2 separate regions of the Ovis aries genome follow, and region 1 is linked to region 2. A link is a contact called in public Hi-C data. All regions are on one chromosome and are shown on one strand. The core of a region is the stretch at or near the end of the contact, and the rest is flanking DNA. Distances in the headings are between cores, read along the strand shown. Region 1 holds the start of LOC101103203 (LINE-1 retrotransposable element ORF2 protein). Region 2 overlaps MCF2L2 (MCF.2 cell line derived transforming sequence-like 2).

Region 1 (2,700 bases), core at 61-2,560, 67 kb after region 2:
CAACTTCTAACACGACGCAGGATCTCTACCCGAATTCACCCCTGCAGCCTAGGTGTGGGCGCAAGGTTGGGGGCCCCACAGCCGGGAACCGAGGCCGGCAGGGCGCGGCGTTCCCCTCCCGGCTCCCGCGCTCCGGCCGGTTTCGGCATCGCGGCGCGGCGGCCGCCTAGCTGGAGCTCGTAGGAATGGGGACCGGCTCCGGGGAACTTCGCCCTACCCCCCGCCCCGGAGCTCCGGGCCCCCCAGCCTACCTGCTGCATCTGGATGGCGGCTCGGCCCAGGGTCGCGGTCGCCAAACGCCCGCCCGCAGGCCCGAATGAACAAAGGCGCCCCGGGGAGGGAACGTGCCTCTTTCCCCGCCGTACTCTCGGGCAGCGGGCAGCCTTGCCCCGCGGCGGATAGGGCGGCCCCAGCTTCCCGACGCCTGGCCTCGCGCTCCGGACCAGGGCCGCGAGCCGACTCCAAGCCCGGTGTCAGCTACAGCCTCGCCTCCTGGGCCCCAGAGCTCATTCCAACCTGAAGTCCTGGAGCCGCCGTGCGAGCGACTCTCCTCCCCTCTCGGCCCTGGCGACCTCGCCTGGTCCAGACGAAGCAGAACAGACTCCTTTCCCGCAGTCCGGGAGCCACTCCGGCTGGGAGGCGCGGCGAGGCGGCCGGGCCGGGCAGGGGCGGGGCGGAGGCCAGGCCGGCCAGGAGCCCTTGCTGCGGACCAAGGGAATCCGTCTCCCCTCACAAAGAACAAACCAGATGAGGAGTTGCGAATTATCCCCGCCGAGCAGGCTGGAACTTTCCCCATTTAGTGATCCGGAAGAGAAGACTACATTTCCACCTACAGGCGGCCTGGGCCCCAGTTAGGATGCGGTGGATGCGGAGCAGTTTAAAAAGAGTACGATTGATCACACATATTAATTCCATATGAAACAACTGATCTCCATATACACTGCATTAGGAGGCAGAATTTGTTGGACAAGTGATCCTTTCGTTCAGAACACGCAACGGTTTACTCATCTACGGGAGATAAGTTTTGACTGATTGAGCCGCAGTTCTCTGAGCACCTTATTTTCCTTTTCAGAGCGAGAGTTCTAAGGGCAAGCTAGACTTTAAAAGATCTCTTGTCACACCGCTTACGCACCCCCGCTCCGAGCTTCAGGGGGCCTCAGTGACAAAAGAAGGAAACTCAATTTTACTGCATACAGCTTTGCGACAGCGGTTCGTTTCAGGAATGCAATGGGCCGGTGGGAGAGACTCACTCCGCCCCGCAATGAGTTTACTTTCAAGCCCAGCTTCATTTCAAAGAAAACGTAAAGCAAAACTCACCAGGACCAGCTCCTTAAACTTCCAAATCGCAGGTCGGCACTCCGCCGGCATGGGAACTAAAGTCATTGGTCTCCGGAACAAAACTTACTCGTTTTAAATTTTAGGCAGGGGCTGGGGAGTTGGCTCTCGGCTGGGCTTGCTACCCCAGCGGGAAGCGGGCTGGAGCCGGCTGAAAGCTGGGGGACCCAATCAGGGGCTCCCGGCGGAGGGCAGGGGCGCGGCCCGTGAGCAGCGTGCTGCGTTTCCTGCACTCTTGGCGTCACTCCGAAGCCCAGCCTGGCCTGCCCGGTAGCCACCACCCCAGCGTGTAGGTGAAGGTGATGCGTCCGGCCTGTCTATTCCTGTCGGTGCAAGGCAGCTCCAGGAAGTGCTTCTCCACACCTCTTTAGTTAATTGAGATTATTTACTCAGATCATCAGACTTGCCTGGTGGCTGATGGTAAAGCGTCTGCCTACAATGCGGGAGACCCGACTTCAATCCCTGGGTTGGGAAGATCTCCTGGAGAAGGAAATGGCAACCCACTCCAGTGTTCTTGCCTGGAAAATCCCATGGACGGAGGAGCCTGTAGGCTACAGTCCATGGGGTCGCAGAGTCGGACACAACTGAGCGACTTCACTTCACTCTCAGATCATCAACTATGAGTCAGGATCCACCTGAATGTCCTCTTTGAGGTGTTTTCCCCACTCAGAATACTTAATACACATAGTAGACAAAATCAGAATATAAATTTCCACTGAAGGGAGGAAAGTATAAACAAATCATTTTGGGGGGTTTGGTTACTTATTCCCCAGATGTTGTTCTAGCATCCTCCTTATAGAACAAATATTGTCATTGAATAGTGGTGATATTTTGAACGATTTTATAATTGTACAATATTATTTAAGAATATGACAGAAAAAAATTTAACCCTTTACTTCAGTAAAGTAAAAGCTTTGGATTTGTTATTGTAAAAGGAATTAAATAAATTTTAAAAAAAGGAATGGCAGGTAATGACTTGAAAGTAGATTATGGAATCAATTTGAAACTGTAAACACAACATTGTACTTGTTATTTCTAGCTAGATTTTTAAAGAGGTGTTGTAATTGCTTTCTTTAGCTCCTTAGCATATGGAGCCATGCGATTATTTTCTTTTATATATTACCTATAGAGAGTGTGGCTTAGTATTGCTATTATCTACTCAAACCCAGTATTCCTATTATCTACTCAGACCTCATGACATGTCTTATCACAGATAGAAACATTTAGGTATTTTGACTTGTAAGGGAGTCACTGACTGTGACCCATAAATAAGCTAATTTATTGTTGCTGCTGCTGCTGCTAAGTCGCTTCAGTCACGTCCGACTCTGTGCGACCCCATAGATGGCAGCTCATCAGGCTCCACCA
Region 2 (2,700 bases), core at 120-2,619:
GCAGCTGCATCTGAGGTTTTTGCCTAGTGCTGAGGGTGTCCTGATTGAAAAATGGAAAATAGGGGAACCAGCCGAACCATGAGAAAGTCATACGTGACATAGACTTCAAAGTAAGGAGATCATCACAATTAGGAACCCTGACTGAAAACATGGGTGTTATCAGCATGAGCCTGTGGAAATGAACGCTAATCACATGTCCTATCTTGTTCTTTCTTGACAGGTTATTAGTTCAGTTGGATGAAACAGAAAAAGCCTTTAGTCAGTTCTGGTCTGAGCATCACCTGAAGCTTAATCAATACCTACAACTACAGCACTTTGAACACAGTTTTTGTGAGGTGTTATTTTCTTGTTTAATAAAACTTCCTTTTATGGTTCTGTTAGGGGAGTGCATAGTTCTGTGACTTCTGGTTCTCTCTTCCCCCTTAAATTCTGGGTATCAGGCTCTGCATCCTCTCCCTAGTCCAGTCCCTTCCATATATTTTTGATTCCTCTTCTCACCTTTTTAGTGGGGGTAGCAATGTACCAGAATCTCATTTTCCCACATGGTATTTCAGTGATGGTTTACCTTCCTTTTTGATTCAGTGTAGCTTCGATATTCCATCTGCACATTGTCTCAGCACCCCCAGGCGGTTTTTTTTTTTAAACATAATTCATTTACTTTAGTTGGGGATTAGATGATATACTTTTAACATTATTATTTGCATTTTGAATTTATTCTTCAGTCATTCATCACATTTATGATGTATTTATTATGGCATTTCAGTACCCCCAGCTTAATCTAAAAACTGATGAGCTGTTTAAAAAAAAGTCTATATAGATATACACATATCCTGAATCGTTTTTGGATTTTCAAGTTGTCTAGAGTATGACAAGCCTATACCTGAAGATGGGATGTCCATTGGCTTATTTCTGGGCTTTCTAACATGTCTTATAGGTTAAGCTAGCCCTGGACAACTTGTTGGCAGAACAAGCAGAGTTTTCAGACTTCGGAGACAGTGTGATGCATGTGGAACAGCTTCTTAAGGAACACAAAAAACTGGAAGGAGAAGGCCAGGTTGGTTTGTTTGCTTTTTCCAGTTTTGTGGACTGGGAAGAAGGTCCCTGTGGATAGTGACAGATCACGGCCACCCATTAATTGTTAGAAGGTTGCCAAAAGACACAGGATTGCCCAAATACTGACTTTTTAGTGACCCCACTCCCACCCTCAGGTCCCCAGGGAATTATGCACATTAACAACTATGAGGAATAATGCAGGCAGTACAGAGTTCTGTTAAGGCTGCAGGAGCACCCAGTTGAGGCTAGAGGCTTAGATGGGGTTTCAGGTGGCCCTGCCCATTCATTCAGTGACAGGGCTAGGGAGGAATAGCAGGAAGTAAGGTCACATTGGGTGTGTTACCCACTGGGCCGGATGTGGAGGCAGGCTTGGTGGTAAGGAGGGGAAACTTTAAAAGGAGAAACCAGAAAAAAAAAAAAAAAAAAAACCACCTAGCTTTATAATAAGCAAGATGGTGAAAAAGGGGAAATTGGTCCACATTAGTTCTGTTGCTACACAGAGTTGGTAAAGCTTTCTCCTTTCTCATGCTCAAAGAGTTATAAATATCAGACTTGTAAAGGAATATATGCCTCAAGTTCTCATACCCAAATTAAACAGTTTCCCAGATCTGTACACAGATCAACACTTAGGAGTAGGTCTATCTTCAATCTTTACAGGTTTGGTTGTTACAAATTAAGAAAGACCAGTCAGTTCTTACCAGAGAAGTTCCTCTCTGCTTTTCTTTAATTAGGGTCCCTTTTTTGTCTCTTGGGAAGTTTTCTATAGTTGCCATTTCCATTCTGAGCTAATCTGGAGGCGTCCTTCCTCTAGATTATGGTAGATGGTGATTTCATGGTACTAGAGGTTTGCTTCTCACAATGTGATCCTTTGGCCAGCAGCATAGATATCACCTCAGTGAGAACTTATTAGAAATATGGGGAAATCTCAGGCCCCGCCTCAGAATCAAAATCTGCATTTTAATAAGATCTCCAGGTGTTTGACATGCACATTAAAGTTAAGCGTTTGACATTCACATTATTGTTAGAGACATTTTTTGTTGTCGTTTGGTTGCTAAGTCGTTTCCAACTCTTTGTAACCCCATGGACTGTAGCCCGCCAGGCTCCTCTGTCCATGGAATTTTCCAGGCAAGAATACTGGAGTAGGTGCCATTTCCTCCTCCAGGGGATCTTCCTGACCCAGGGATTGAACCTGTGTCTCCTACGTTGGTGGGCAGATTCTTTACTGCTGAGCCAGTGAGGAAATTCCCTTAAAAAATGGTAACAAATGTAAGCCAAGTCCAGTTTGGCTTTAAGAGCTATCAGTTGTGAGTTCTGAGCTGAAAGTACTTTTGCAGTGCATGAGCATACAGGCCCACCTGAGCACAGACTCTCACTCAGCAGTCCCACCCTTCCCTTGTGAGCACCCTGTTATCCATGATCGTTGACAGCTAATTGCTTTAGTGCTGAAGGCATGAGTTATGAGAAATGTTTATTAAACAGTGAAAAAAAGCTGAATTTTGTGTATGTGATATCTCTGTGTCTTGGAGTCTCCAAGATACTCAGTCTCAGAGTCTCAATTTTATGTAATTTTAGTTTTTTTCAAGTGAACTCCTTATTAAATGTGGATACTATGTATTTTCATTATATACATTCATATTTTAGGGAAAA

Evidence for each region. Hi-C and Micro-C count contacts between places; a contact is called where the count stands out from the background.
Region 1: a contact with region 2 is called in a Hi-C map of blood, with 3 times the contacts expected there. The contact joins the promoter of LOC101103203 here to the enhancer-like site in region 2. A contact is called at or near these places in 4 of 16 Hi-C or Micro-C datasets (all in blood).

The regions. Positions count from the first base shown.
Region 1 is chr1:204,631,795-204,634,494 of ARS-UI_Ramb_v3.0, forward strand. It overlaps LOC101103203 (LINE-1 retrotransposable element ORF2 protein), which reads right to left and starts at 1,311. Exons shown (of 6, transcript XR_009601696.1): 1 at 252-1,311. The region is part of intron 15 of MCF2L2 (MCF.2 cell line derived transforming sequence-like 2); the gene reads left to right. B3GNT5 (UDP-GlcNAc:betaGal beta-1,3-N-acetylglucosaminyltransferase 5) reads right to left here and starts at 1,508. Exons shown (of 3, transcript XM_042233934.2): 1 at 1,318-1,508.
Region 2 is chr1:204,564,667-204,567,366 of ARS-UI_Ramb_v3.0, forward strand. It overlaps MCF2L2 (MCF.2 cell line derived transforming sequence-like 2), which reads left to right. Exons shown (of 28, transcript XM_060419927.1): 9 at 221-335; 10 at 935-1,054. All of the region lies in intron 4 of LOC101103203 (LINE-1 retrotransposable element ORF2 protein), which reads right to left. Among named protein-coding and RNA genes, the nearest start is that of B3GNT5, 67 kb to the right of the region's middle. Within about 2 kb of position 1,370, at least 7 of the 54 cell types and tissues checked have an H3K27ac peak or open chromatin away from gene starts, as enhancers often do.